7 separate regions of the Mus musculus genome follow, and all the other regions are linked to region 6. A link is a contact called in public HiChIP or PLAC-seq and promoter capture Hi-C data. All regions are on one chromosome and are shown on one strand. The core of a region is the stretch at or near the end of the contact, and the rest is flanking DNA. Distances in the headings are between cores, read along the strand shown.

Evidence for each region. Promoter capture Hi-C pulls out the DNA fragments that hold promoters and counts their contacts. HiChIP or PLAC-seq counts read pairs in DNA pulled down with a chosen protein or histone mark.
Region 1: a contact with region 6 is called in a promoter capture Hi-C map of the SN4741 cell line, with 7 times the contacts expected there. The contact joins the promoter of Wfdc1 here to the promoter of Hsd17b2 in region 6. A contact is called at or near these places in 3 of 39 promoter capture datasets (the SN4741 cell line, cranial neural crest and hippocampal neurons).
Region 2: a contact with region 6 is called in a promoter capture Hi-C map of hippocampal neurons, with 10 times the contacts expected there. The contact joins the enhancer-like site here to the promoter of Hsd17b2 in region 6. A contact is called at or near these places in 7 of 39 promoter capture datasets (the 3T3-L1 cell line, the C10 cell line, cranial neural crest and 3 more) and 2 of 484 Hi-C or Micro-C datasets (cerebellum and cortical neurons).
Region 3: a contact with region 6 is called in a promoter capture Hi-C map of stem cell-derived epiblast-like cells, with 8 times the contacts expected there. The contact joins the promoter of Kcng4 here to the promoter of Hsd17b2 in region 6. A contact is called at or near these places in 4 of 39 promoter capture datasets (embryonic stem cells, hippocampal neurons, pre-B cells and 1 more).
Region 4: a contact with region 6 is called in a promoter capture Hi-C map of liver, with 8 times the contacts expected there. The contact joins the promoter of Osgin1 here to the promoter of Hsd17b2 in region 6. A contact is called at or near these places in 6 of 39 promoter capture datasets (embryonic stem cells, frontonasal cranial neural crest, hippocampal neurons and 2 more).
Region 5: an H3K4me3 HiChIP or PLAC-seq map of forebrain shows a contact between it and region 6, with 15 times the contacts expected there. The contact joins the promoter of Hsbp1 here to the promoter of Hsd17b2 in region 6. A contact is called at or near these places in 2 of 39 promoter capture datasets (embryonic stem cells and hippocampal neurons), 6 of 115 datasets of contacts at active chromatin or transcription factors (astrocytes, embryonic midbrain, embryonic stem cells and 3 more) and 1 of 9 other capture datasets (embryonic stem cells).
Region 7: an H3K4me3 HiChIP or PLAC-seq map of embryonic forebrain shows a contact between it and region 6, with 13 times the contacts expected there. The contact joins the promoter of Mlycd here to the promoter of Hsd17b2 in region 6. A contact is called at or near these places in 5 of 39 promoter capture datasets (the 3T3-L1 cell line, embryonic stem cells, hippocampal neurons and 1 more), 1 of 484 Hi-C or Micro-C datasets (cerebral cortex) and 2 of 115 datasets of contacts at active chromatin or transcription factors (astrocytes and embryonic forebrain).

The regions. Positions count from the first base shown.
Region 1 is chr8:119,664,350-119,668,327 of GRCm38.p6, forward strand. It overlaps Wfdc1 (WAP four-disulfide core domain 1), which reads left to right and starts at 2,016. Exons shown (of 7, transcript NM_023395.2): 1 at 2,016-2,311. The coding sequence starts at 2,192. The region is part of intron 1 of Gm32352 (a long non-coding RNA gene); the gene reads right to left.
Region 2 is chr8:119,302,881-119,306,810 of GRCm38.p6, forward strand. The region is part of intron 11 of Cdh13 (cadherin 13); the gene reads left to right. Among named protein-coding and RNA genes, the nearest start is that of Hsbp1, 40 kb to the right of the region's middle. Within about 2 kb of position 1,986, at least 15 of the 459 cell types and tissues checked have an H3K27ac peak or open chromatin away from gene starts, as enhancers often do. A contact at or near this core is called in hippocampal neurons, where this site is marked.
Region 3 is chr8:119,633,479-119,637,610 of GRCm38.p6, forward strand. It overlaps Kcng4 (potassium voltage-gated channel, subfamily G, member 4), which reads right to left and starts at 2,202. Exons shown (of 3, transcript NM_025734.2): 1 at 1,754-2,202; 2 at 1-198. The coding sequence starts at 157. Gm46054 (a long non-coding RNA gene) reads left to right here and starts at 2,150. Exons shown (of 4, transcript XR_001778667.2): 1 at 2,150-2,425.
Region 4 is chr8:119,435,645-119,439,946 of GRCm38.p6, forward strand. Osgin1 (oxidative stress induced growth inhibitor 1) reads left to right here and starts at 1,503. Exons shown (of 6, transcript NM_027950.2): 1 at 1,503-1,649.
Region 5 is chr8:119,342,112-119,345,993 of GRCm38.p6, forward strand. It overlaps Hsbp1 (heat shock factor binding protein 1), which reads left to right and starts at 2,427. Exons shown (of 4, transcript NM_024219.1): 1 at 2,427-2,509; 2 at 2,825-2,891; 3 at 3,502-3,622. The coding sequence starts at 2,465. The coding sequence ends at 3,620.
Region 6 is chr8:117,699,138-117,703,313 of GRCm38.p6, forward strand. Hsd17b2 (hydroxysteroid (17-beta) dehydrogenase 2) reads left to right here and starts at 2,809. Exons shown (of 5, transcript NM_008290.2): 1 at 2,809-3,126. The coding sequence starts at 2,859.
Region 7 is chr8:119,392,999-119,397,292 of GRCm38.p6, forward strand. Mlycd (malonyl-CoA decarboxylase) reads left to right here and starts at 1,896. Exons shown (of 5, transcript NM_019966.3): 1 at 1,896-2,472. The coding sequence starts at 1,948.

The DNA of each region.
Region 1 (3,978 bases), core at 766-3,265, 2.0 Mb after region 6:
TTAGAAACTACTGAGTGCATTCTGTCTCTTAGAGTTCCAAACTAGGGGCCTGATGTGGAGGATGGAGCCACATGGGCGGCTTCCCAGTGAGATAGGCAAGTATCAGGGGTTCATCAGATGTCACAGAGCAATGACTGAATGTCCTAGTAGCCGTGTGACCAAACAAGGAAATGCGGGGAGAGGATGTCAGATACCCTCATGGTTCCGTTTGATCCAGGAGCAGTTTTCAATGCATGCACGGTCAGATGTCAAGGACACACCCCTGCTTTCTACCAATTTTGAGAGTTCTTTGGGGTCACTGTGGGAGTTGAAGTGATTGGCTTGGTTGGTGAAACACTTCCCACGCAGGCAGAGACCTGAGCCTGATTCCCCAGGACACACACAAAAAGGCAGGTGTGGGAGTGTGTGTCTGTAACCCCAGCTCTGAGGAGACCAAGACAGAAGGGTCCCTCATGTTCACTGGCCGGCCAGCCCAGCCATCTTAGAGAAGTCTCAGCCAGTGAGAAAGTATCTGAGGAAACCAAAGAGAATGGTCGGTGCCTGAGGAATGTGAGGGAGGTTGACCTCTGACCTCCACCAACGCATGTGTGTGTTCTGTACATGATGTCTGCTTTACACGTAAACAGTCCTCACTCAGAGCTGCTACATGGCGCATGTTTAGTGATCCTATGACTACGTGTTAGATGCCACAAGTACCAAAATGTAGGACGGGGACCCCAGATGATCCTACATCAGGCACAACATGGTCAACTGTATTCACCTACTGCGCATGAGCACAGTCTTATGAATCTGTGACTCCAGGGATGGAGCATGGCGGGGGGGGGGGTGCTACAAGAACAAGAACAATCCACCAGGTAGAGCAGACTGTCTAGTTCAGAAGAGGAGGGGTGGGAGGCAGGGGTGGGGCTCAGCGCTCCAATCAGTACAGATGCACCCAATGGTGGCCACCACATGAGAGCCTCTATCAGGAGCCATACTGGGAAAGCAGTCCCGGCAGAAATCCAAGGCCGTGCTAGGGCCCTGCCAGGCAGAAGAGCCTTCCTGGTGGGGAACTAGGAGACCTGGTGCAGTGAAGGCAGAGGGAGGTCAGAAGGGCTTCACAGACCATCAGCCCAGCTCAGGCAGAAGCCAGGCCACCCACGGAGAGACCCAGGAACTGGGCCAAGAGCCTGCTGTCCAAGAATGTAATGTAGGCACATGTGGAGACGAGCATGGGGGCTGGGAACTGCTGTCAGAGCCCCAGGACCCGGGTGCTCCTGGTGGTGGGTGGGAAGACAGACCTACCTTCCTGGGTGCCCATTCTGCCCGTGCCACCCAGCCTCACAGGGTGTGCCTCGGAGCCCCCTCGGCAAATACCACTGGGGCTGCAGGGAAAGCCAATCCCACCTTCTCCAGTGGAGCCGTTCATACCATCCTCTGGGCCTGAGCTAGCTGCTCCACCTCACACTGTTGTCTGATGTGAGAGCAAGCGTGAAACCTCTTTCCATCTCTGTGTCCCCCTTTAAGAAAAATGGGGATCCACACAGCAGCCACCTCTGCATGCTGTTGGGGACAACCTGTTGGGGACAGGCAAGGTGCTTGGTTCCCGCAGCAACCCTCAGTGCAGAGGATGCTTTCCTGTGCAATGCCACTCTCCCCCAGAGTCACATCAAAGCAGGGACTCAGAGACAAGGGAGGGGTCTGCTTCCCCACACCAGGGCCACAGGCTCCTGCGGCCCCCTGTCCCCTCCCTATAGCACCCCCAAACCCAGTTCCTGGGGCAGACAGTCACAGGCAGCGCTGAGAGCAGCACAGCCCATCCTAACTGGAGGCCGAGGAGGCCGCCACAGCAGCTCAATAGTTACAGGGGAGTGGCAGGTCCCTCCCGGCCACGTCTTGGCTGGTGCCCCTTCCTCCCTCTGCCCGGCATCTGAGCTGCCCAGCTTACAGTCACTCTAGTCACTGGAGCCACAGGGTGGACTAAAAATAACCTGGAGAACCAACCACTACCCAGGGCACAGGTGCTGGCTGAGGGCACAAGATCCCAGGGACCCTGTGTGGAGGACCAAGGCTGCAGCAGGCAAAGTTCTGTTGCTCTCTCAGGCCCCACCCAGGCTATGGTCCCTCCTCCCTCTTAACCCCTCTTGCCTCCTCTCCCCGGCCTGCGGAGGAGGTCACTCGTGCAGAAGGAAACCCTGCCACCAGCCTCGGGATGGGTAACTGCGGCAGAAAAGTCCTTCGGGCTCTGAGTTTCCTGTTGCTACTGGGCTCCAGTTCTGCCCAGGGCACTTGGGAGGCAATGCTGCCGGCCAGGCTGGCCGAGAAGTCCCGAGTAAGTGCCAGGAGGGGTGGAGGGGCCTCTGTGATGGGAGGTGGCCCAGGGGACAGAAGTCCCTAGATGCTGTCTATGGTTTCTTATCGTGGTGGGAATCTCCTGTATTGGAGCTGTAGCGGGTGGTGGGCAGACAAGGCTCTGCCTTCCTGAGAGCCCATTGCTGCCAGCAGGGAGGCAAGAAACAGGTCCACCCCCCATGTGGAGATCTTGCCTTTGAAGCTTAAGGGAAAGCATCTCTGCTTCTTCCTGGAAAGCAGAGTCTAATGAAAGGGTCTGAGGGCACAGACGTGAGCATTTGGTCCCCTCCAGTGTCTGAAGCCTGGCCACAGTGCCTCATTCGGGCAAGAGACACTTAGTGGGAAGCAGGCTGGGCAAAAATCTATATGACCCCCTGCAGGTACAGGATGAGGAGACCCGCTCTCCCCCTCGAGGGTGAGTCAGGCTGCCTGGGGACAAATGACATCGATACCTAGGAAGGTTCTGAGCAGAATGTCAACGGGGGGAGGGGGGGCAGGCACAGTGGGACCCTATGGCTGAGTCCTAAGTTGGGCTTGTCTTTGGCTGTGTGACTTCAAGCAAGTTGTCTGACCTCTCTGGACACCAACAATGTGCTCTGTGGAAGACAGAGTGATGCATTCCTCTCAGTAAATATGTGGGGGGGGGGGGAGTTGATGTGGTGTGTGACACGCATGTGTATGTGTTTACAGATGTGTGCAGTGCTTATGTGGGCACATACTCGTGTGTGCTTGGGCCTGTGGAGGCTGGCAATTGGTATCAGCCATCTACCTTGTTCATTTGATTTCCTTTACTGACAGACGGTCTCCCACTGAACTCAGAGTTCCCTAGGGCTAGTCTACCTGGACAGCTTGGCCCGGGCATCCCACCTCCCTCCCGAGCCCGTGGGCCACAAGTGGCTGCCACTTCTGCCAGCTTTTACATCCATTCTGGGTATTGGAACTTGAGCCTCAGACCTACTCAGAGGGCATATTATCCACTGGGGGACATCTCCCCCATCCCTGGTGTTGGTGTTTTGATGACACTGTCCTGGATGGGAGACTTGTCTGCCGGTTCCCCTCCTGGGGTGTCTACACAGCAGTGTGGACAGCAGAGAGTGAATGAGAGGAAGGAAGCCAGGGTGTGTTAGCTTTTGAGCAGTGGGGAGACAGATAATGAGGGAAGCGTTGGGGTGGGTGTAAGGTGGGCACCCTCCGGGGGTGGGGGGGTCTCCAGTCAGGGAGGCAGCATGCCTGCAGGGACACTGTACACTTGTGCAGACACAGAAAGCACTCAGCACTCAGAGTAGCCAGTGTGTCTCACAGGCTTCTAGTCCAATGCCAGCCCATGCCTCCTGGGAGGAATTCTGGTTCCCCGGGGCTGCTGTAGACCCTGGCAGGTTCCTGCCATCGGAGTCAGCACCAGGAGCACTCTCATGAATGCAGGAACACAAATGTGATGAGCAGCATGTTCAGCCCTGCCCTGGAGCTGCAGGGAGAGCCTTCTAAGGTTGGAGACATTTGGCCTGGGGCTTTGAAGGGTGAATATGAGTTTGCCAGATCAGGAAGCAGGGAGGTGGGAAACCAATGTGAACTGAGGCTGATCTGGGTTCAAGATGAACACCCTGGCTGGATGCTCTAGGGAAGAGACAGGGAGCCACGGGAGGAGGA
Region 2 (3,930 bases), core at 736-3,235, 1.6 Mb after region 6:
GGTTTCCCATCTGCATCACGAAGCCAATGCTGCTGGCCTGCTAGGTTGTCATAACAAAACAGAAAAGGGGGGGGGGGGGAGCACGGGAATGGCTCAGAAGAGTGCTTGCTTGCAGCACAAACCTAAGATCATGATGTCAATCCCCAACACCCATGTAAAAACAGCCAGGCATGGTGCTGTGTGCTTCTAATCCCAGCACAGCAATGGCGGTTAGCTTTGTCAGTTTGATATGATCTAGGATCACCTGGAAGGTCTCCATGAAAAATTTCCTAGATCAAGATGGCCCCAGGCATGTCTGTGGGGGCTCGTCTTGATTACTTTAGTTGAGATAGAAAGACCCACCTCTGGTAGGTGACACGAGTCCCTGGGTTTCGGTTCTGGACTCTGTAAGAGCAGAGGAGCTAGGACACACATCCGTTCTCTCTGCTCTTGACTACCAGCAACGTGCAGTGAAAAGCCGCACCAAAGTTCTGCTGCCTTGACTTTTCGCAGTGAAGGTCTGTGACCAGGAACTGTTCGATACAAAGTTGCTTTAGTCAGAGTGTTTTAACAAAGCAGCAGGAGACACAACTAAAACAGCTGGGGGGTGAGGGGGTGGAGCCAGACGAATCCCTGGGGCTCTCTGACCCACCAGTCCAGCCCGAGACCAAGGTTCTAGTGAGAGACAAGATAAATGGTTCCTGTCTTAGTCAGGGTTTCTATTCCTGCACAAACATCATGACCAAGAAGCAAGTTGGGGAGGAAAGGATTTATTCAGCTTACACTTCCACACTGCTGTTCATCACCAAAGGAAGTCAGGACTGGAACTCAAGCAGGTCAGGAAGCAGGAGCTGATGCAGAGGCCATGGAGGGATGTTGCTTACTGGCTTGCTTCCCCTGGCTTGCTCAGCTTACTTGCTTATAGAACCCAAGACCACCAGCCCAGAGATGGTACCACCCACAAGGGACCCTCCCGCCTTGATCACTAATTGAGAAAATGCCCCACAACTGGATCTCATGGAGGCATTTCCCCAACTGAAGCTCCTTTCTCTGTGATAACTCCAGCCTGTGTCAAGATGACACACAAAGCCAGCCAGTACAGCTCCTGAGGCGCGATGTCCAGGCACACATAAACTAAACAGCTTGGATATTTAAGTGCTGCACTCCTTGAGTGGAGTCACGGACTGATCTTCCTAACTGATCATTGTAGGGTCTTTGGGGTCTCAGCCAGACATGGAGATGCTGTCTGTGACCACCCTGGGAATGAACTGAGCATTTTCCTCAGGAAATAAGGGGCCTCCAAGCCCATCTACAAAGATGTTAGAAAAATGTCTCCTTTATCATCAGCACCATCAGGGACATGCCCTTGACTGGGTAGGTGGGGCTAAGCCAAGGACCATCTGCCTGACAGCGGGACACTCCCACACTCAAGGGAATAACCAGCCATAACGTGAAACAGAATATTTCCACTCATTTTTTTATAGCCAAGAAATTGACTGGGATGTGAAAATACTGTCAGCCACGCCCATGTGTACCAGCTCAGCCCACGGCATCTTAGCATCATCCCTCTGCCAGCCCTCCTTGGCACCTTTCCCAGCGTGGTAGGGTCATTCACTGCAGGCCATTCTTCCCTGTATCTCCAGCCTCCTCCGCTTCCTGTCAAAGCTATCGATATAAATGAATATCTCTATCAATATTAATATGATTGATTGTTGATGTGATAAGATCGATGTAATAATTAAGATTATCAATATGGCTTGATAATCTGAAGCCCTTGGAAACCCAGCAGGGCAGATGTGAAATGCTGTCTCTTCAGGTCTACAATGTGAGGTGAACTCTGACGAGCCAGGAAGCCTGACCAGTGCAGCCTCGCCCTCCACATTTTCCACACAATCCCGTTCGATTCCTTTGCTATAAAAAAATGAATGAAAACACTCAAGGTGGTTGATTATTCCCTTGAGTGTGGGAGTATCCCATTGTCAGGCAGATGTTCACCATGTGAAGTCATGTTAACTCATGATTCCCCGGGAGCCTACGCTGTGTGCCTCTAGAACATGTCCAGGCAGATGTGGGACCAGTGACGAGGGCAACTTACTACTTCCCAGCACTTCTCAGAGTTAGCTTCTGGGAGGATTTGTGTGATCCTGACATTCTGAAGTGTGTGTGTGTGTGTGTGTGTGTGTGTGTGTCTCAGTGTGTGTGTGTCTCAGTGTGTGTGTGTCCCAGTGTGTGTGTGTGTCTCAGTGTGTGTGTATCTCAGTGCGTGTGTGTCTCAGTGTGTGTGTGTCCCAGTGTGTGTGTGTGTGTCTCAGTGTGTGTGTCTGTGTCTCTGTGTCTGTGTCCCAGTGTGTGTGTCTCAGTGTGTGTCTGTGTTTCTGTGTCTGTGTGTGTGTCCCAGTGTGTGTGTGTGTGTGTCTGTGTGTTGGCATCCACGTAGCCCATCTGGCCTTGAATCTGCTATGCAGCTGAGGATGGCCTTGAACTTCTGACCCTACTGTCTCTACTTCCCGAGTGTTGGGATTACAGATGTGCACTCCACACCTGGTTTTGTTCTGTGTCTTTGAAACCAGCCCACCCAACTACCCCCAAGGACCCTGTTCATCTAAGGGGTCACTTGGGGTCTCATGAGCTAGGGATCCTGCCCCCATGTGCAAATCTGGTCTCTTGCATGCAGATGTTGACAGCAGGCTTGTCTGTAACAATCAAAAACTGAAAACTGCAAACGCCCATCCGCAGTGAACACACAGACACGGCATGCTATACCCACATGGTGGCATGTGATTCCGCCATCAGGGACCAATGCTGGGGTGGACTTCAACATGGATGGGCCTCAGAAACACGGCATTAAACAAAATAAGATTCAAAAAAGATCACATATTGGCTGAAGAGATGGTTCAGCAGTTAAGAATAAAGTCTGCTCTTAAGTTTCCAGCACCAACACGGCAGCCCACAACCCTCTTTAACTCCAGTTCAGGGGGGTCTCACGCCCTCTTCTGGCCTCCACAGATACTGCATGCATGTGATGCACAGACATACATGCAAGTAAAAGATAAAACCCCATGCATGTAAAATAATTTTTAAGATTGCATACTGCATATTTCATTTATATGAAATGTCTGGAATGAATCAACCATAGAAAGTAGGCTGGCGATTGCCCAGGGCCTGCAGTGGGTACTAGAGAGTTAGCGCAAAGGTCTCTTCTTGGGGACAATGAGGGTGCTCTAGAGTCAGAGCATGGCGCTGGTTACGAGACTGTGAATTTACTAAAAAATCAATTTGTTGTAAAAACAAAAAAGTGAAGGCTGAGAGAAAAGGGAGCAGTACAGAATTGAAAAGAAACTACCTTTAATTCCTGTGTAACTTCCTAATCTAACATTTCCTTTCTGGTTATTATAGCCCTCACGGTTATTGTAAAGAAAATTAGAAACAGAAGAAGGTATTATTTTAATGTTCATTACCTGGGGAGATAATCGCCACTTGGGTTTTAATATATTCCCTTCTGATCTTTCTGCAGCCATGTATACATTTTAAAATTAGGATCATGCCATGTTTTCAGTTTTGTGTATCATCAGCTAGGTATGACGCTTACGCACGTTCCTGGGCAATGGAACCTACCAGGAAAAAAAAAAGCCTGGTGTTTGGAAAGTGAGAAATATCCTGTCTGGCTAAAATTATGAATTTTTTTAAAATGGCATTTTTTTTAAAAGACCTGGTGCTGCATCTCAGTAGTGGTGCATGTACCTAGAACAAAGGAAGCCTTGGGTCCCATCCCCGTTACCAAAGAGAAAAAGACAGACGTGCTGGGCACAGTGACGCCCTCCTATAATCCCAGCTCCTGGGAGACAGGGGCAGCAGGATCTGTGGTCCAGGCTAGGCTTGGCTATATGTGAGTTCAAAGCCAGCTTGTGCCAAGGGAGACCCTTCTCAAAAAGGAAGGGGAGGAGGAAGAGG
Region 3 (4,132 bases), core at 952-3,451, 1.9 Mb after region 6:
GAGAGGCGTCCTGGTTGCCCACCTTCCGGGCCCTGCTGTAGTAAAGGCCCTTGACTGACTTAGGCTCGGGGCCCGGCCAGAGCTGGCTCAAGGGGCTGCAGGAGCCAAAGTGATGGTGTCCAGGATGCAAGTCCCTGTCTCTGGAAGACATGGGCATTGCCTCAGACTGTCAGGCCAGGGATCACTGGGCTCACCTGTCTGCCAACAGAGGAAGAAGAAGAGAAGAAAGGGAGGGTGAGTCTCCGCAGAACTGGAAGTATAAACCAGTCCCATCGTGGCTGCAGCTGCTCCAGCCATCTCTGAACCTTCCATTTCCTTCTTGTTTACTGGGCAGCTACTATACGCTTGGGCTGTGTCACTGGACACATCCCTACCCCCGTGGATGCACACACATCCGTGATACAGATGCGGGGCCCACTACACTAAGGAGGTTCTGCAGGGAGCTAAGTCTCTCTGACACGGACTTTGTGGATGGAGATGTGAGTAGCGGACCCTGTGCTGTGCTTTCGAACACTGTGTAGTCTTGGGGCATGAGGCTTCCTCTCTCTCCTCAAAGGGCAAGGCTTGTGTCAACCCTGCAGGGTGCCCTACGTGGCCATGTCCTTTACAGAAGAGGACAGACTCAGATTCTCTGGACCCTCTGCTTGGTCTGTGCGAGTGGGGAAGTTTGGGCTACCATACTGTTGAGCACAGGCCTGTTCGGGAAACACCATCATAACGGTCACTTCTAGAAGCTCTAAGGCACCCAGTTCCTTTAAGGGGCCCAGGCCAACCATCCCATAAGGCAGACAGGCACGGTTCACCTTCGCAGATGAGGGGACTGACTGACACCTAGTGTCCCCTACTGTCAAACGCTTAGGAGGTAGGGATCATGACAGCTTTGCAAGGCACCTGACTCTCAGGAGCTCCCCAAGAAAGCTTCACCCTGATCTTCTGTCACCCTTGCTGTGTGACCTTGAAGTAGTCACTCCCCACTCTGAGCTGTATACTCTTTTATTTGCATCGTGAAGAGGTTTCTAATGCTGTCTGTATTGCAAACCCATTTAGGGGCTTCGCTTAGGACAAGCAGGTTTTATTTTAGCTTGCTCACATAATTTTAAAAGTATTTATGACCTGTCTCATCATCCGTGTGGTGTGACCATTTCTTATGCTACCTGTTCCAGCCAGAGCTGTCTCCAGGCACCTATAACCTTACATTGAGAGAGGCATTCCAATCAGGAGCCAATGGAAACGAAAGTGCCTTTCTACTCCAGAGCCGGCCGGGATTCTGCGGACAGCCAGCGAGGAGTGAGTGGGGGTGGCTGTGTTTCACACTCGCCCTGCAGAGCACTCCGCTATTCTGCATGCATTACTTGGTTCACAGCACACAGCCAGCGGCAGGAGGAGCGCAGCCTGCAGAGACAGGAAATCCAGGGTGTTCTTGCCAACCTTTCTCAATTTCCAGTGTAAAAACCAAGACCCAGAGTGCTGAAAGGGACTCATCCAAGGTCACTCAGCAAATCCAAACTCAACCCAGGACACAGCTTCCTGGCTAGGGGTTCTCTCCAGCGCTGGAATCTTGTCCCCCTCTCCTTCCACTGAACAGATCTGATTTTGTGGTCTTTGTTCCCCCTCCAACAGCTGGCCAGCAAAACTCCCTTAGAGCCCGGGGAAGTAATTCATTCCAAATATCCCTTCTGCCAAGCTGTTCCACTCAGCCAGCTCTAGAACATCCCCCCCCAGAACGAGCAACTTCCTCCCAAGTTCAACTCACCGCTTGTTTTAGGAAGTGTGTTCCCAGCTGGTTCTCTGCCGGGCATGGGGAGCCCATGTCTCACTGACCAGGAAAAGACAGGGTTGTGACAGAGAGGTAGGGGGAAATGAGAAGAACCCCCGCCCCCCAAAAAACAAAACAAAACACAAATCAAAACCAGCTCTCAACATAGCAGTCCTGGCAGAGGGTCAGCATCCAATTCTTCTCCCACTTCCTCTACAGAGCAGAAGTTTATTCAGTCTGACTCCGCAGAAGAGCAGAGGCGCAAGGTGGCTCTCTAGAAGGGCTCTGAAGTCCTCCCTCCTCCTGGAAGCCGAAGGTCCGGATGCTGCAGGGAGCTGGGCCAGCTGTCCTGCCTCAGCATTGGACTTGGTGCTCCAAGTCCCACGGGGACAGCCAGCATGGTCCTGCCTGAGATGGGGGTGGGGGTGCTGCCAGGAAGGGCTTAGGATTAATCTCTCCATCAGCCAGGCAGCAGGCGGGGAGCAGAGGCTCTGCCAGCCACCAGGAAGGCAAGGAGAATGTCTGTCCTTCTCCTCTCTGAGGAGGAGCCGAGCTCAGGAGGAGCTGGAGCAGCTGGGGACCTGGCGATTGCAACCTCATGGTCCACTCAGTAAGGGCTGTGGGGAGGCTTGCAGGCTGGGACAGACCGACCCAGTCTCAGAGCCTAGGGTAGGTATTGGGGAGATGGCATAAGGGGCTGAGATTGGGGCCAGATCCCAGTGTCCAAGTGAATGTCCTTAGGCAGGTGGCTTTGTGCCGTTGTACTCAGTCTCCTTATCTGTAAAATGTCTATGAGTGGCAGCAGGCTTTCAGGATATGAAATCCAAGCCTTGAGCTTCTCCTGGGAGCTTGGCCCTGGGTGTAGGTGTAGGTGTAGGTGGGGAGAGGGAGATGCTGCAAGCCAGCTTCTTGCTGTGTGTGCTTGGTGAGTCACTCCACCTCTCTGGGCCTCAGTTTTCTCACTGGTCAGATGAGGACAGTGGGAACCATAAAGGCTGAAATTGCAAAAGCCTGTTAATGTAGGGCTGCCTATCCCTAGGTCCTTCATTTCCTTAAAAGGTTTTTGCAGCCAAGTGACCTTCACAACTCCATTCGGCCTCTGAGATCCCTAGAGGCTTGTTCAAGGTCATCGTCCTAATTGGCAGCTGGAGCTAGGTTAGGGCTGTCACTGATGGGGGGGGGGGGCGTCCAGGAGCAAGGGGATCAGAGCCTGGCTGTCCTCAGCTCTCTGGAAGGAGTAACAGAGAGTACCTGTGGCCTCGAAGAGGGGCGGAGGAGTGCAGGCAAGAAGGAGAGGCTGGCAGGGGGCAGGGGTTCTCAAAGGGTATTATGGGAACCCCAGGGTTCCACAGAAATTCCAAGAACTGGAGACAGGGCCTGTTTTCTCTGCCTTCCCACAGCCCCTCCCTGCTGCCTGTACCACAGTCACTGCTGCTGAGGCCCAAGGCAGAGAGAGGTCTGGCATCTTTGTGAGGGGTGCCGAGGCTCTGCCCTTTCTCTGACTCTCCCATTCTCTTAGCTCCAATAAGCCAGGCTCCAGAACTCTCTCCCTCCGGACAGGGCTCTCTGTTCTCTATCTCCTTTAGTTCTGTCTCAGTCAGAGTTTCTATTGCCGTGATGAAGCACGGTGATCCAAAGCAACTTGGGAAGGAAAGGGTTTATTTAGCTTCCGTAGCCAAGTCACTACCCACTGAAGGAAGCCAAGGCGAGAACCTGGAGGCAGGAACCAGGGCCGAGGCCTTGGATGAGTGCTGTTTATTGCTTCATTCCTCGTGACTTGCTCAGCCTGGGACTTTCCTGTGGAACCCAGGATACATCCCAGTTTGTATCTCTGTCCACAGTGGGCTGGGCCCTCCCCCATCAATGATGGATCAAGAAAATTCCCTACAGGGTTGCTTATGGCTTAACCTTACAGAGTCATTTTTCTCAAATGAAGTTCCCTCCTCTCAGAGGACTCTAACTTGTATCAAGTCGACATGAAACGGCCAGCATGAATCTCTTAGGTTAGCCACCCTCTCCAGTGTCTGCCACCTTTCCCAGTACATACAAAGTCCCAATGCCCATCTAGAATCCCCCATGAGAGCTCAGTGAAGCCCTTGTTGCACGGGCATGCCAATCTAAATCTGAGCCCTTAAAACCCTTACAAGCCTGGTAAAACCTGCCCATTATCCCTGTGCTAGTGAGGCAGAGACAGGAGGATTCCTTGTCTTGCTGGCCAGCCAGCCTGGCTTACCTGGGGGAGTTCCAGGCCATTGCGAAGGCTCTGGTGACATGGCCGAGAAGGCTCTGGTGACATGGCCCAGCAAATCCCTTCAGGGTTAGACTTACGTTCTGCCTTGGCTATGCAGCCAGGCCTGCTGTGCTGTGGTGGTGTGA
Region 4 (4,302 bases), core at 253-2,752, 1.7 Mb after region 6:
TCCGCCAGTTTATGGTGCACTAGGTACTCCCCGGGGAACAGACTCTCCCATTGAGACTGCTGGCACAGACTAGGGCTCAGGGGTTCCGTGTGTTTAGCAGTCCTGGGGACTGAAGCCAGGGCTTTGAGCATGTTGGGCAAGTGTTCTCCACTGAGCCATCTCCCAGCCCCGAGCCCAGGGTTTGAACATATCAGTGCACAATGGTACTTGGCCTTCAACCTAGGGTCTCATGCAATGCTAGGCACAGGTTCTACTGATCTATTCCCCAAAACCTATATGCGGTATTTTGAATAATCATTCTTTTAATCCAAGAAAAACAAAATATCATTTTTTAAATCAAAATGCTGTGCTAGCAGCCAAGACTCTTGCAGCCGAAGGATGTTCCACGAGGTGGGCCCAAGGACCCCGTCTTTCTTTACAACTCTGAAGTTTTCTTTTTCTGGAATTTGTATTCTTTACTTAATTTTTTTTCTTTAGAAAATTGTACCAAAGTGTCACTTTGTTTAATGAGTTCCTTTTTTTTTTTTAAAGAATTGTTTATGTAATATATATGAGTGTTCTGTCTTCAGACATACCAGAAGAGGGCATCAAATCCCATTACAGATGGTTGTGAGCCACCATGTGGTTGCTGAGAATTGAACTCAGAATCTCTGGAAGAGCAGCCAGTGCTCTTAATCGCTGAGTAGTCTCTTGGGTACTTAGAGTGAGAGCCTGACACTCCCCCCCCACCGCCCCTCCCCAGTTCTGGTCCTGGTGGTAGAGTGACAGCTGATCAGGACAGGAACAATGGCCACCAAGGTGAGTGCACCGACCTAAACCACTGCCCAACTTCCTTCTCTTGAGCCAAGGCTCCATATGGAAAAGCGCTATTCCAGACCCAGTGTGCAGTAAGGGATGTCTCCCTAGGACCCAGCTTCCGTTCACGGACCACAAGAACCGGCCAGCAGACTGGCGTGACCCCCTACAGGAAGAGAAGTCTATAAGGACCAGGGAGGACGGACACACACTCACATGCGCATGCACGCACACATGAGGGAGTCCAACTCAACCCCACTTTTCAGATGGGGAAACTGAGGTTTGTTCAGAGTCTCCAACCAGGAAGTCGCTGAGTGGGAGTTGTCGGGGTTGACCAGTGACTGAGGGTTTTTTCTGCACACACCCGTGTCCCCTCTCCCCACACGCTGGGGTGGGAAGTGAGTGGAAGATCAGAGCTTTCTGGAGTTCAGAAGCCAGCTGGCCAGCTATTTCTCAGAAGCCTACCACTCACTGGTAAGGAAGAGACCTAGTGGTCTCTTTCAAGATTCCCTAGTTCCTCCTTCAAACTGAACCCGGGAAGGGAGGAACTGGCCAGCAGGGGCCCTTTAAGACTGGCCAGGGCCAAGTTCATTCACCCAGGGGCCCCTGCTGACTCACGCTTATGAAAGTGATTTTCCTGGTCCCGCCCCTGCCTCCGCCTCCTCCCTGCCCCGCTGTGAAATACCCCTGCTAGCCTTGGGCCTCGCACAGCCTCTGGGATCCCCAGGGCTAATGGGCATCCTGTTCTTGCAGCAGGGCACCGTGACAAAGTCTCTCACCGTGTGACCAAGTTCCTCTGAGTGTCCAGACAACCCAGGCTCACCAGCTCCCTCCAGCTATCTACCATCCATCAGGTGAGTGGTCCGGGCAAGGCTGTGGGTGGGAAACAATAGCTATGGGGCAAGGGTGGGCAGACGGGGGTCAGGAAAGCCGGGGTGTACACTGACTGGTCCTGAGGAGGACTCTGGGAGTCCTCCCTGCACCTCCAGCGATGGCCATGGTTAAGTGTCTGGGACACTCTCCCCCAGCGGCCCCTGGCTTAGCAGCCTAATCCTAACTCGTGAAATAGCTGTTCCGGCAGGAAGGAGCATGGGTAGCCTTGCTCCTTCGAGGCACCAATGGCCACTGTGTCTCCAGCCTGGCGAGGTGCTCCAGTGGGTCCTAGGTACCAGGCTCAGACAAGCACAGCCGAGGGTTCCTGGGTACTCGGTTTACGGAAGGTGCGGTGGAGAAAGTGGTGGACCGTGGAGGTTGGGCCATCAGGCACCCTTGGGCCCAGGTGGAGCAGGCACTTGGAACGAGGGTTCACTGTGACTAAGGCCAGGTAACACTTGGCTGACTGCACACTTCCTCCTGCCCCAGGGCTTTGTGTCACTAGCAGCTGTCACTGCTACCTGTTGCTTTATTTGGGAATGGAGGGGAAAGGATCCCAAACGAGGCTGTCTAGGACCTAGACGAGATGTCCCCTCCCCTTCCATTTTCCCCAACCTCAGTTTCATTCATGAAGTGGGGATAAGAAACCCCCAGCTCTTGGGGGTGGTGGTGGCATTTTTAGAGACAAATGGTATATGGTTCCCAGCCCTCCCTGGCATGACGATTTCATAACCTTAGAAATGTCTGCAGTGTTACACCAGGGCAACTATCGCCACTTCTGAGAAACTCATTTTTTATGTGCTCATACCTGTGGGGTCAGAGGTCGATGGCTAGCGTCTTCCTCAGTCACTGTCCACACCTTCTTTTTCATTCTATTATCACTATCATTATTATTATTATTGCTAGAGAGAGCACAAGAACACGTGTAGAAATCAGACAGCCACCCCTCCCCCCCCCCCCCGCCAGGAGTCAGGGGTCAGGGGTCAGCTTTCTCCTTCCATCTTTATGTGAGTGCTGCCTGCCCATAAGTCACTGCCCTTGTACAACAAGTTACCTGCAGGGCCACTTCCCTCCAGGCTTCCCTCTCCTGGACTGAACCTGGAGCCTGTCATTCAGCTCTCTGGCGGGTGATCTCCAGGGGCCCTCCTGTGTTTGTCTCTCCAGACCTAGGATTACAGACATCTGCTTTTGACAGGAGTGTGGAGAATCTGAACTCAGTTCCTCACGGTTAGGCAAGCACTTTACCCACGGAGCCATCTCCCTGGCCCCTTAAATCAACAACTTGAGAACGTTATTTTTTTTTTCTATCAGCATTGCCCAACCAGAGAGACTCCGAAATATGCCAGTACTTTTAAAAACTGGTTATTCTAGCCTGGAGGTGGTGGCAGCTTTCTCTTGTAATATGAGTGGTTGGGAGGTGCAGGCAGGAGGGTCAGCAGTTCAAGGCCTGCCAAGGCTTATTCTAGTTTCAAGCCAGCCTGGACTACATGAGACCCTGTCTTAAACAAAATGAGCAGCTTACCCCAATTCTACAAACTGAGGCCCCTGGGTGGAACTGCAGGTTGGAAGAAGCCGTTTTGCCTTATAAACTAGTAGCAGGTACTTGTGGGTGGTTGTGAGGGTGAACAGCTTGGGGGCGTGTGACTTCTGGGGGGTGGTCAGGCTTGGCGGTGACCTCATGTGTATGGTACCCAGCAAGCAGCTCTAGGTGACACTTGTGCCAGCTGCGAGAGGGACCTGGACTTAGAGTGCAAAGTCCTCCCAGTGTGTTAGCCCATCCCACTTCCTGGGAAGCAATATGGGTGTCCCCTTGGGCCTGGCCTTCGTGGACAGGGCCTCCTGCTGCCACCAGTGAGGAGCTGTATGCTGGGGTGCCCAGGTCTCTGGGAATGGCCGGCATGCTGTTTTCAGGGGTGCTGGAATATCTAGTAGGGTTATACCTGCAGGGATCAAATTTCTGTTCTGTTATGGGCCCACTCTGAAACTTAGCAAGCATGACTTTATCCGCCCTCCCTCCACCCCCGCCTCAGTCTCTTCATCTGAGACATGGATTGTCGTGAGAATTAAGAGAGAGAAGGCACAGGAAAGCACCCTGTTAGGATGCTACCCTCACCTGTGTTGTTACTGTTGCTGGGTAATGAATATGGTGGGAGTGGGGAGAGACGCCAGGCCTTTGCTGTGCCCTGCGCACACCAGTGAGGGGACACCACCCTCCAGGAACTGTAGCTGAATTTCCAAGGCTCTGAGCACAGCTACACCCTCTAGTTAGTGAGCAACTGACCCTCTTCCAGGACACTGGAGCCAGAATCTGCTGCAGGACAGAAAGGGACAGTAGAGGCTTCCCACCCTCTACACCTGCAGAGGCTCAGAGAAGCCCCTGGGGCAGGGTGACCTAGTTCAAGTCCAATCCAGCTGACTGGAGGTGGAACAGGTTTCTTGGCAAACTGTAAAAGTCTGTGCAAAGCTCTCCAGCCTCTGTTTCTCTATCTGTAACACAGAAGTGATCAAAAGAGTACTTTCAACCACCCAGATTAAAAATTGTAAGCATAAACCTCTGGGGGAGGGGGGATGTTGGAACTTACAGGACGCCAGCTCGACAGATGCCTGGAAAAGCCTGGCGCCGGCTCTATAATT
Region 5 (3,882 bases), core at 1,177-3,676, 1.6 Mb after region 6:
AATTAATCCAGGTCTCTGCATATATGCACAGCAGCTTCATTAACAGAACAAAACTCATGTGTGCTCCCTATCAGCCTCCCACAAAGAGGGCAACAGCCCTAAGTGTAGAGAGGGTTTTTGTGGCCAGGCAGTGGTGCTGCACGCTTTTAATCCCAGCACTTGGGAGGCAGAGGCAGGTGGGTTTCTGAGTTCGAGGCCAGCCTGGTCTACAGAGTGAGTTCCTGGACAGCCAGGGCTACACAGAGAAACCCTGTCTCAAAAAGAGAAGAGAAGAGAAGAGAAGAGAAGAGAAGAGAAGAGAAGAGAAGAGAAGAGAAAGAGAAGAGAAGAGAGACTTAACACACCAGAAATCACATCTGTCCTTAAGTATAAGAAGAAAATTAATCTATCACTCAGGAGGGTCAAGTTTGCAGTTTAGATGAAGAAAAATTCAAACAAACAAAGCCAACAACTGCCAGTGTCCTAGGAAGGAAAGAGGGGAGGAGGCAGAGGCTGGAAAAATGGCTCACAGTTGAGAGGACCTGAGTCTGATTCCCAGCACCCATACTGGGCTGCTCACAATTGTCTGTAACTCCAGCTCCAGGGACCCAACACCCTCTTCTGGATTCTGAGGGTGCCTGTATTCCTGGACACATGCACACACGTGCGTGCACACACACACAATCGCTTTGCTTGTCTACCATGGGAAGGGAGTCCTCCGTGTGAATTGAGGTTGGGGGAGAGGGAGAGGGGGCTGGGGAGGATGTGGTCAGATGACAACTGGGGAAGACAGCTGAACCACACATCTATCTCCCTGGCCAGGCCTGACCCACCTTAGTTACCAATGCTAATAAGACTTAGTCTTCCTTCAGCTAAACAAACTGCAGTTACCCCACCCTCACCCCAAAACACAGTCCTGAGACCAAGCTTGTGTGTCAGTTGCAGACAAATAGTCAGGGGCCATTCTGTGGGACTGGAAGTTGGGGTCCTCACTCAACAGAAAGCAGAATTTTGAAAACTTTCCCAGATGCTGCTGAAGAAGAACACACGGTAAGTAAATAACTTAGGGAAGGTCACAGACCTGGTCCCTTTTGAAGCTGGGCCTCAGCCTGGGTCTGGTGGACGCTGGAGTTCCCTGTTTCTCTCCTTTACTAAACTGTCTCCTGGCCTGTAGCCATCCATGTGCCTGTACAATTCACTGTAACGTAGGAACATGGAGAACTCTGGCCGGTGTTGGCTCTGCAGAGGGGATCAGCCACTCCTCCTGCCCTGTCTAGAGTCTTCCTTAAGCTGCCCAACTCCCTATAACAGCCCCAAGGTAGGGTGGAACAATCGGACCTTATATCCTAACGCCGCGTACCTTCACTGGTTTGCTAGACTCAGAGACACCCCCACTCCAGTCCATAAATGTAAAGAATTGGATCTGTCTTAGTTAGGACATCTATTGCTGTGAAGAGACACCATACCCACAACAACTCTCATAAAAGAAAATATTTAACTGGGGCTGGCTTACAGTTCAGAGGACTAGTCCACTATCATCATGACAGGAAGCATGGCATGTGCAGGCAGACATGGTGCTGGAAGAGGAGCTGAGAGTTCTACATCTGGATCCACACACAGCAGGACACTGGCCAGGCTTGAACTTCTGAAACCCCAAAGTCCGCCTCCTAGTGACACACCTCCTCCAACAAGGTCACACCTACTCCAACAAGGCCAAACCTCCTAATAGGGCCAGTCCCTATGGGCCTATGGGGCCATTTGTATTCAAATGACCACGATATTCTATCCCAGCCTCCTCCACTGCCTGCACTGTGTTTTGTCTGTGTGAGGTTGTTGGGTCTCCTAGATTTGGAGTTGTGAGCTACCCTGTGGGTGCTGGGAATAGAACCCGGGTCCTCTGGAAGAGCAGTGAGTGCTCTTAACCGCTGAGCCATCTCTCCAGCCCCCTAATGTTTTTTAGTAGTAACAGAACACTTTCTTATTTTGTGTGTATGTTTATGTGTGTATGCATGCATGTCACAGCAGTGCACACACAATTTGTGGGAATCGAGTTTCTGCTTCCAACATGTGGATCACAGAGATTGAACTCACAGTGTCAGACTTTGAAGCAAGCTCGTCACCGGCTTCGCCTTGCAAGGCCTGAGTGCCTAACTACATCCATGGAAGAAGCCAACGCTAATCCCCACAATTTTGGTCCATTTCCGGCGTTTTCTCCTCCTCTTCCTCTCGGTTCAGCCTTCAGGGTGGAACTGGGCGGAAGATGAAGGCGGAGCTAAGAACTGGGGGGCGTAGCTTATCCGCAGGCAGGACAATCTGAAGCCTCCTAGGACCTTCCGGTGCGTGGCAGAAACTACAACACCCACAATGCCTCGCGGTCCCGTGACCGTGTAGTCGCGAGAACTGTCGGCTTGTGGGCGTCTGCGCCGAGAAACCGAAGTGTAGGTGACGGTTCCGAGACATCGCCGCCAAGCTGGGCACCGGGGAGATGGCCGAGACGGACCCCAAGACCATGCAGGACATCACCTTGGTGGTAAGCGGCAGCCTCATATGGGCCTGGACACCCCGGGGCCGCTCTCGGCCCTGGCGTGGGGTGTGGCCAGCGGCCTCGGCCCGCGCACCTGCGGGGCTCGCCCTCCGGTCGGCCCCGACCCGGACCCTCCGGACCTGACCCGCAGGGACACCGATCCGAGCTGGCAGGCCCTTGCTGAAGGCCTCACACTCCAGCCGGGAACCACCACCACCCCACCCCCCCTTCATGCCTGCGTCCTCGGCTCCCCAACGCCGGTCCCAGGAAGGGGGTCTCGGCATAGGTTGGGATCGGCTGACTTGTCCTGGTTTCTCTTAGGTGGAGACGCTCTTGCAGCAGATGCAAGACAAGTTTCAGATCATGTCAGACCAGATCATCGGAAGGAATATCCTTTTGATTTGGAGGCAGTTTCTTAACTGTGGGGGTGAGCGGGGTGGTTTACAAACAGATTTCAGTTAGTCATTTAGAAATTGCCTTTTTTTTTACAAAGGGTTTATTATTTTTAATTATATGTATAAGGGGGTACTGGGAGTGACTGAGACCAGAGGCGTTGGATCCCCTGGAGCTGGAGTAACAGGCGGTTGTGAACTGCCCAGTACACTCGTGCCCTCTGCAGGAGCCTCGCGTGCTCTTAACGGCCGAGCCTTTTCCCCGTCCCCACTTAGAAGTGTCTTTCCTGATCTTGGCTATATTGTGTTCCCGTGGAGGACTGTGCCAAGAGCCAGAGACACAGCGAGACCTACCCCAAGCCCTTGTTGGTGCCCCTCCAGAACACCAGTAAAGGGGTTTGCATGGTAACCGTTGTCTGGGAGTACTTCTAGAGTTGGAGGTGTAGGGAAGAAAACTCACCCCAGTCCCCCCGAACCCCGACCGCCAGGCTGTCACTGTAGCCAGATGAAACTGGGGAAGCAGCTGTTTAAACCAGTGGGCGGGGGCCTGGGGGGGAGAGGCCGAGGTGAGGTGATGCTGCCGTGCGGGCTCTTTAACTGTGCCACTAGATGACATGAGCAGTCGGATTGACGACCTGGAGAAGAATATCGCTGACCTCATGACCCAGGCTGGAGTAGAAGAACTGGACCCTGAAAACAAGATTCCTACTGCCCAGAAGAGTTGAAGGTGAGGGGGGGGGGTTACCTCAGCGTAAAACGCCCGTCAGTGCGACGGGGTGGGGGGGTGTCGTTGATCGGTTATCAGGAGACCTCTCTCCTCCCCACCGGTGAACTCCCAAGTTTTTGAAATACCACCCGAAGTGAGATCTGACGCCCTCTTCTGGTGAGTCTGTAGACAGCTACAGTGTACTTATCTATAATAATAAATCTTCAGGCCGACCTGAGCGAGCACAGGTCCTAAATTCAATTCCCAACAACCACGTGAAG
Region 6 (4,176 bases), core at 1,559-4,058:
TGTGTTGTACCGAGTCAGCTTTCCCCTGTTGTGTGAGCCACCCGAAGAAAAAGAGTTGCCCGGTCTCAGGTGAGTATAAGCCTGTCGGGAAACCCACACAGGCGTGTTTGGCCCCCCTCCGATACAGAAGCCACAGTGCTAACGTCCTGACAAAAGAACCGAAGCTAGCCGCGTATGCCCACATGGGACTGTCCCCCAACCCATCAAATATCTGTCTGTGCAGTCAGCATTGGGATGGGATGGGATCTGTGGGTGAGAGAGAACATGCTTAGGGCTGCTCAAGAATTCCACAGTTCCACTGCCCTAAGCTTGTGGGGATGGAGCCAAGTGTCCATGAGGCTGGCTGGGATTGGAGGTAACTTGCTACCACCCCACACAGGTCTCCTATACATGCTCTGTCGACTCTCACGATGCTCCCACCCCACAGTGTAGCTCACAGATTCCGGCTTCTTAGCCTGTTTCCCTTGGTTCTTGAACTAGCCTGGGCCTGGGGCTGTCCTACCTCATCCTCCCTTGATAGCTGCACTGCCCTAGACTTATATCTGAGCTGGAGGCTGATTTCCCTGACTCCCCACCCAAGGCCCCACTGGTCTTCCGACAGACTGTGCCACCACTGGGTTAGGTCCTGAGCAAACCCTGCTTCCCTCTATGTCTTGAGTGCCAGACTCCTCCCACCACCTCTGTCCCTCTGTGCACCTTTGCTCTCTAGAATAAGACTGTAGTCTGAGGGGCCCTGTGTTCTACCAGACCTCCTGCTCAGCGTCCTCGTTCATTTAAACATGCAACCCTGTAGCCTTTCTGAGGTGTGGGACGCCTGACTCGCCAGCAAGTAAGACGCCACAACTGGATCCTCCTGCAACACGTTTATTGGGAGGGCATTGACTGTGTAGGCAAAAGACCTCGAGCCCCAGAACTGGCACTGCTTATATAGGCCTAGGAGAGGCGTGTCTACACCTGATTGGTTATGCTTTCAGTACCTCATTTACATGCCTCGTGCCAGGCAGTGACTCAGCAAAAACTCTATGGCACATGCGCACATTGGTTGTTTACCCATATTCATGGGTGTCGGCTTATTGAAACCAGCATCATTTTGTAATGGCGTTTGCGGCTTCCCACACTGAGGCCCCATCTAGGGTTCCAGGTGGGGCAGAGTGTATTGACAGGTAAAGAGACAGCATCCCCCAGCCAAGATTACCTCATCCTTAACAACTGTGGGAACTGAACTGGGTTTAAAATGAGCCATCTGAACACAAAGTGAGAGCTCCTCTCTCTCCAGTTTTCTCAGTTTCTAGCCTTTATTAGAATCCTGCTTTGTCCTAGGCAGACACCAGTAAGCACCACACCCATCAAATCCCGTGGGAGCTCCCCTTGGGTGTCAGTATAGGAACTGGTGGTCCGAGTGTGTGTGTGTGTGTGTGTGTGTGTGTGTGTGTACGTGTGTGTGTGTGTGTGTGTGTGTTTGTGTGTACGTGTGCTCATGTGTAAGTGTGTGTTCGCGCTCATGGTATATAATACCCAGATACCTATATATAGAGACTGAACTATCTCTCCAGTTTTTACAGAAGGGCTCTTGAGCTGGTGAGTCACAGGTGTGTGGATTCAGATTCCTTGCTCTTGGATAAAGTACAGCCTCTCCCAGCCTGAATTTTCTAGTTTACAAGCTGACTCTAACAAAGGATTGTGTAAGATGCAAGCTGGGCAAAAGGAGGAACTAGCACAGGAGGGGTTGCTTTTCTGTGTTTGACCGAAAGCAGACAGTGGGTGGTTCAAAGGGCAATGCCGGGGATTGACACCCTGCTGCGTTCCGGCTCCTAATCTCTCTAGTCTCCTATTGATTGCCTCTCTCGTTATTGCCACACGAATAGAAATGTTGTAAGGACATCCTATTCGGAGACCGAGTCCTACTACCAAGAACAGAGCCTCCAACAGGGTAGACTGAGTCAGAATTGAGCAGAGCACTGGTTCTGACAGCTTCTCTCAGTCTGATTGTCATTGCTATGGTCTCTCTCTGGCACAACTGCCCTCTGGGAAGACACAGGCACCTTCCATCTGCCTCTAAGGTGAGCCTTTTTTTGGCTCATTGAGCCCTTAACCTGTCTCAGTTGGCAGTAGTCCTCCAGATACAGGCCAGATCGGGGATGCTCTCTTCTTAGAATCCACTTTCCAAGCTTCACTGATTACCTGGATAACACACACACACACACACACACACACACACACACACTCACAGCCACACATACAGATACACTCGGAGTTAGCAAAAGAACTCAACCAACACAGAGAGGGCACATCCAAAGGAGATTGTCTTCTTGTGATTCCAAGTCTGTCAATCATTATCTGAGTAAACATCTGTCAGGTGGGAGGGTGCGTGTGCGCGTGCGTGTATGTGTGTATGTGTAAGTGTGTGTATGTCTGTATGTGTGTGTATGTCCGTGTGTGTATTATGTCTGTGTGTTACGATGTGTGTGTGTCTATTTGTGTGTATGTGCCTATTTGTGTGTATGTGCATGTGTGTATGTCTATATGTCTGTGTAGGTGTGTGTATATTTGTGTGTGTGTGTATGTGTGTGTGTACGTGTGTGTGTGTGTGTGTGTGTTTGTGTGTGTACGTGTGCTCATGTGTAAGTGTTGAGTGCCTTAGGGGAATGAGCAGGTATTTATATCACAGTGCACAGTTTAAATTACATCCTGGGAGTAGTCTCCCCTATCACTACCTTTAACATGCTTGTTCAAAGGGTGCGGGGGCTGTCGTTCCCCCCTCCCGCTTGCCTCTCCCTTCATATAAGCCTGGGCTGCCTCCAGCCAGCTTCTGCACTCACAGTATTCACTGGCCCAGAGCAAGTGAAGGCCAGTGGAGAATGAGCCCGTTTGCCTCTGAGTCAGCATGGCTCTGCTTGGCTGCCGCTGCAGTGCTGGGGGGCACGCTTCTCTGCGGATGCCGGAGTGGCAGGCAGCTGCGGAGCCAGGCGGTGTGTCTCGCTGGCCTCTGGGGAGGTGCCTGCCTGCTCAGTCTGTCCCTCCTCTGCACCTTGTTCCTCTTATCCGTGGCCTGCTTCCTTCTTCTGTATATGAGTTCATCTGACCAAGACTTGTTACCTGTGGATCAAAAGGCCGTGCTGGTGACAGGTAAGTGGCCAGCATTCCTGTGATTGTCCTGCGGAGAAGAGTCTGATACTCTCTGTCCTCAGTGGGGGGACACTGTCAGTTTTGGCTTGAGTGGGAAGTGCTTAGAGTGAATGACAGGCAGCACATACCCGAGTGGTTCTCACTGCCTTTTTGCGTGTCCTTTGGTTTGGATGGGCTTTGGAAGGAGCCAGTGGTAAGACAAAACGTGACAATTGCTCAGGGCCACAGATCTATACAATGAGTGTGTTAATTTCCTAGGAATAAATATAAATAAGTAAAACAGCATCATTTCACGTGTGTTCTTGTACCAGGAAATACCTGACAGACTTCTTCAGGCTTGGTTGCTATTCTGTTCTGAGGTGACTATTTATCTAGGTCCTAGGCCTGGTCACCCCTCTATGTATGGAAGGAAGGTGGCCAGTCAGCTTTGGCACAATACTGTGTGTCTAGGGACGCCACTGTACTTTGAGCCTTTGCAATTTGCCAGGCTGCTGTCCCGAACCACGAACCACCCTGTTGTCCTGTTTGAACCTTTTCTCTATATGTCATTAGTGTATTAGTGCTTCTTAATTAGATCAAACTGGCAGTGCGTGCACACGGAGCTAGCTGCTCATTAGCTGAGCTGCCAGCCTCTCACTTCTTCTGCAGGCTCTTCTGCAGTAAGCGCGAGGCGGCCAAATTAGATTCCTTGGAGTTGTAAAACGGGTTTGTTTGGTGAAAGCTGCAACTAGAATTCCCTCAAGTGATCCTAACCCAGAAAGGCCTGGAAAGAAGAGGAAAGGCCATCGGCAGAGTCACCTTGTGAGGAGGGTGTCACCCCTGCATAAGGAAGTCATCACCTGTGGCTGGGGCCCCTGGCTGTGGTCAGCAGGGGACTCGTGGACTGATGAATCAATTTTTTTTTTTTTTTTTTTACTTTAAATCCAGTAACAAAGATTCTTCTTGTGAGCACGGTTTGGTTCTGGCTGGGGTGTGGAAGGGCAGGACATCAGCTTCTCTGAGTTTAAGATACAACAGTGAAGTCGAGTAGTTATTGTATTTCCCAGTTGT
Region 7 (4,294 bases), core at 646-3,145, 1.7 Mb after region 6:
GGGCCAGATAGAGGCTGAAATCGGTGACATTTGGATACTGCAGTGGAGGGCAGGGCAGGAGAGTTTTGGGGGTATTTTTGTTTTTCCGAGACAGGGTTTCTCTGTGTAGTCCCAGCTGTCCTGGAACCCACTCTGTAGACCAGGCTGGCCTGAACTCAGAAATCCACCTGCCTCTGCCTCCCAAGTGCTGGGATTAAAGGTGTGCGCCATCACACCCGGCTGGCAGGAGAGTTATAAGTCATGTGTTTGAGCTAGAAGAATAGACCTGGTGGCTTGCATTGTTCATGGTCCATAACCAGTGTCTGCTCTCGCATGATAGGCTGTTCCTGGATATCCTACCCACTATGGCAAACTCTTCCAAAAGGGCAGGTCCCAGCATCCACGGGCAGGCCTGAGGTGCTGTGGTACTAAAGACAGAGGCAGATGAAGAATGGAAGGGTACAGTTTATTGGAGAACTTACTCAAATGTATAGTCTTGGTAGACAGCAAAGCCAAACTGGATCCTACCACATGGGTCAGAAAGAGAGTCACAGACTCGAGTTAGGATAAAGTGACTTTCCCCCTAGCTGGAAGGCACGTGGTCCATCTTAAGTTCTTATCAAAGAGCCAGGTACAGGTTGGAGCCTGGATCCGGTTGTAAGGTCCCAGACGTCATTCTTGGGATTTGGTCTATCGATAGTTTGAAGAGAAACCATGCACCAAAAAATGAACTGTGGTTTCTCTAGGACAGTCACAACAGTCTGGATCCAAGATGACTGTCATCATATCAAGCTGAATCCATACAGAGCCTACTCTACCAGTCTGATTCCTTTTTGCAGTTATTTTAATGTGACTCCCTCCCTCAGATGGTAAACTGAAGGAGAATGAGCAGGGCTATTTCAAATGCAAGCCTAGGGTGGGCCTGGAACTCACCAAACAATTGAAAATCATTTCACTGAAAGAATGAATGAATGAATGAATGAATGAGGCCCAGCAAGGAAGCTGGTAGGGAAGAGATTCTTCCTATACCCATTTCCGGCATGACCAGACGGAAGCTCTAGGATGCAGCAGGAGGCATGGGCTGGGTCTCCAGCAGTTCTGTCTGGGTGGGATTCTTGACATGAGCCAGAGAGTACCTAGGGAGGGTCTGTTGGGAGAGACCCTGTTCTACTGTCCGCGGGTCGGGACAGGGTCAAAATGTCAAGTCAGAGAATTACTCTGAGAATTACATGCTTGGTGTGTACATGTGCATATACATTTCCTTGTACACACGTGTGGGGGTGCACGTATGTACATGTGTGGTTCTGGAAGCCAGAAGACACCTCGAGTGATGGCGCTACCCGCATACTTTTTGTTTGGTTGGTTTGGAGATAGGGTCTCTGGCTGACCTAGACTTACCTTGTTATCTGGACTGGCTGGCTCTTGTCCACCTCCCTGAGCTAGGACTACAAGCGTTTTCCCATGGGTTCTGGATATGAACTCAAGTTCTCAATCACTTTATCAAATGAGCCATCCCCATTCCTAGGAGACCTAGTCCAGCATGCAACCTTAAATTTCTCAGCTCCTCACCTACGCTAGATCCGAACCCTAGCACAGGAGGCTGCGTGCATAGCACGGTCCCGGGAAGAGCTGAGATGTCAAGCTCTCAGATCAAGAGAAGCGCGTGCGTAGTGGGGAAAGGGACTGAGGCGGTGACTCTCAGAACAGGTGTAAGGATGCAAGCCAAGAGGGCGAGTCAGGTGCCCCGGGGCTACCGGGTTCCGGGGACCTTTGGCTGCACTTGGCCTCCGGCCTGAGAAAGCCACCTCGCCCCTCCCCCGCCGTTCTACCCCCCGATTGGCCAATGTCTCCGTCCGCCGTCCGGCCTCGGCCAATGGGGCCGGCGAGAAACCGGAAGCCGGAGCCGGAAGCGAGGCAGAGGCCCGCTCTCCAGTGGCGTCTCCCGCTAGCAGCTGTCGCGGAGCTGTCATGCGAGGCCTCGGGCCAGGCTTGAGGGCTCGGCGCCTGCTCCCACTGCGGTCCCCGCCGCGGCCTCCGGGGCCCCGGGGACGTCGGCTGTGCGGCGGGCTCGCGGCCAGCGCCATGGACGAGCTGCTGCGGCGAGCCGTGCCCCCGACGCCGGCCTACGAGCTGCGCGAGAAGACGCCGGCGCCCGCCGAGGGCCAGTGCGCCGACTTCGTGAGCTTCTACGGCGGCCTGGCCGAGGCGTCCCAGCGCGCCGAGCTGCTCGGCCGCCTGGCTCAGGGCTTCGGCGTGGACCACGGCCAGGTGGCCGAGCAGAGCGCCGGGGTGCTGCAGCTGCGCCAGCAGGCGCGCGAGGCGGCCGTGCTGCTGCAGGCGGAGGACCGGTTGCGCTACGCGCTCGTGCCGCGGTATCGCGGCCTCTTCCATCACATCAGCAAGCTGGACGGCGGCGTGCGCTTCTTGGTGCAGCTGCGGGCCGATCTGCTGGAGGCGCAGGCCCTCAAGCTGGTGGAGGGGCCGCACGTCCGGGTAAGGCCCCGCCCGGGCCACCGCGACCCCGGGGCCGCCGCCCCCCGCCACCGCCCCGGGGCCCTGCCCACTTCCCACTCCCCACTCCCCAGACCCTTACCCATGCCCCTGCAGCCACCTCGCCGGCCTCAGATACCACGGTGCTTACTGCGTGGTTCGTAGCACTATCCTCGGGGGTCACTGTCGGGTGTGACACCCATTGCGCTTACTCCAAAATAGCTCTAGTTTTAACTGCGCTGTTCTTGAACAAGGATGGAACACGGCTTTGGGCAAAGTTTGGGCACCTCCCACGAACGTCCATCACCCTAACAGGTTACACGAAATGCACAAACATGGCCAAAAGTCAAGGTCACCACCGCCTGGGTCTCTAAAGCCTCCAGTCCTCTTTCTGCAATCTGACTTTGGACAAGAGATTTGATTCCAAACCCCCAGCCCCAGACGCAGTGATCCTAAGTTGACTTTTTAGTACCTGTGCTAGTCAGCAGCTTACCCAGCGATATCATGTAGCGTACAGATAACGGAGGTGTATATAGCTGAGACCCAAAGGATTGTCTAGCATAGCTGCCAGCCATTAATATTCAATAAAGAGGAGCATTGACCCTGAGTTCATACACAATGATATCACCATTTCAGAAGTCCCCAGTGTTCAAAGCCTCATCTGCTTTTTTCCTGACCTGCTTGAAACAGGCATGGCCATTTTTACTTCCATTCTGTCCTTTCGGTTGACACCTATCTCCTTTAGAGTGAAGGACATGACACGCTGAGGTGATGAGCTGTCCAAGACTTCAGATATACATCCCCTGATCCAGGCTCCTTTGCACTGCTATGTGCAGGTTTACAGACTTCTCATTTTGATTGCTTAACCCTTGGTGTAGTTAAGGGATTAATATGAGTCAGGGTCTCTCACTGAGACTTGAGACTCACCAGTTAGATTAGGTAAACTGCTCAGTAAGCCCCAGAAATATTCCTGTCCCATCTTCCCAATGCCAGCAAACAAAGTGTGTCACTAAATATAGTGGCCTTTCTTTTAAAGATTATATATACCAGTGTTCTGCTTGCCTGTATACAGATGCATGCAGTGCCTACCTAGGCCAGAAAAGTGTATCATATCCTCTGGAACTGGAATTACAGCCGGTTGAAAGCTGCCCTGTGGATGCTGGGACCCAAACCCAGTTCCTCTGCAAGACCAGTCAGTGCTCTTACTTTGAACAGTATCTCTGGCAACCTCCCACCCCACCCCCACCACTTTTAAATCACTAGTACCAGGGATCAAATTCAGGAAAGCTCCTAATTGACTGAGTTATTTCTTCAGCCCTGCACAGTCTCTTTTACAAGACAGACCATGTTTACAGCAGTTTTAGGATCACAGCAAACTGAAGTATAAGGTACAGACTACGCCCTACCCACAAGTCTCCTCTGCCTTATACAGGCACAGGCTCCCCATTATCAGCACAGCACACCCAGCAGGTGTCACTGTAGGTGTCCTGTGAGTTTAGTGTGCAGGTACCTGTGTTGACAAGGCCACTCAGGTGAGGACAGAAATACCAGTTTTGCTCACAAGGCTTTAAAGCTGACTGTGTAGTCCCTTAGGACCTTGTTTGTTTGAGACAGGGTTTCTCTATGTAGTCCTGGCTATCCTGGAACTTACTCTGTAAGCCAGGCAGGCCTCAAGCGGAGAGATCTTCCTGCCTCTGCCTCCTGAGTGCTGCATTAAAGGCGTGTACCACTGCTACCTAACTCCCAGGACCTTCTTAAATGCTGTGCTTTTTTTAGGAAGTATCTCAGTTTGCTTTCCTTTGCTGTGACAGAACATTCTGACCAA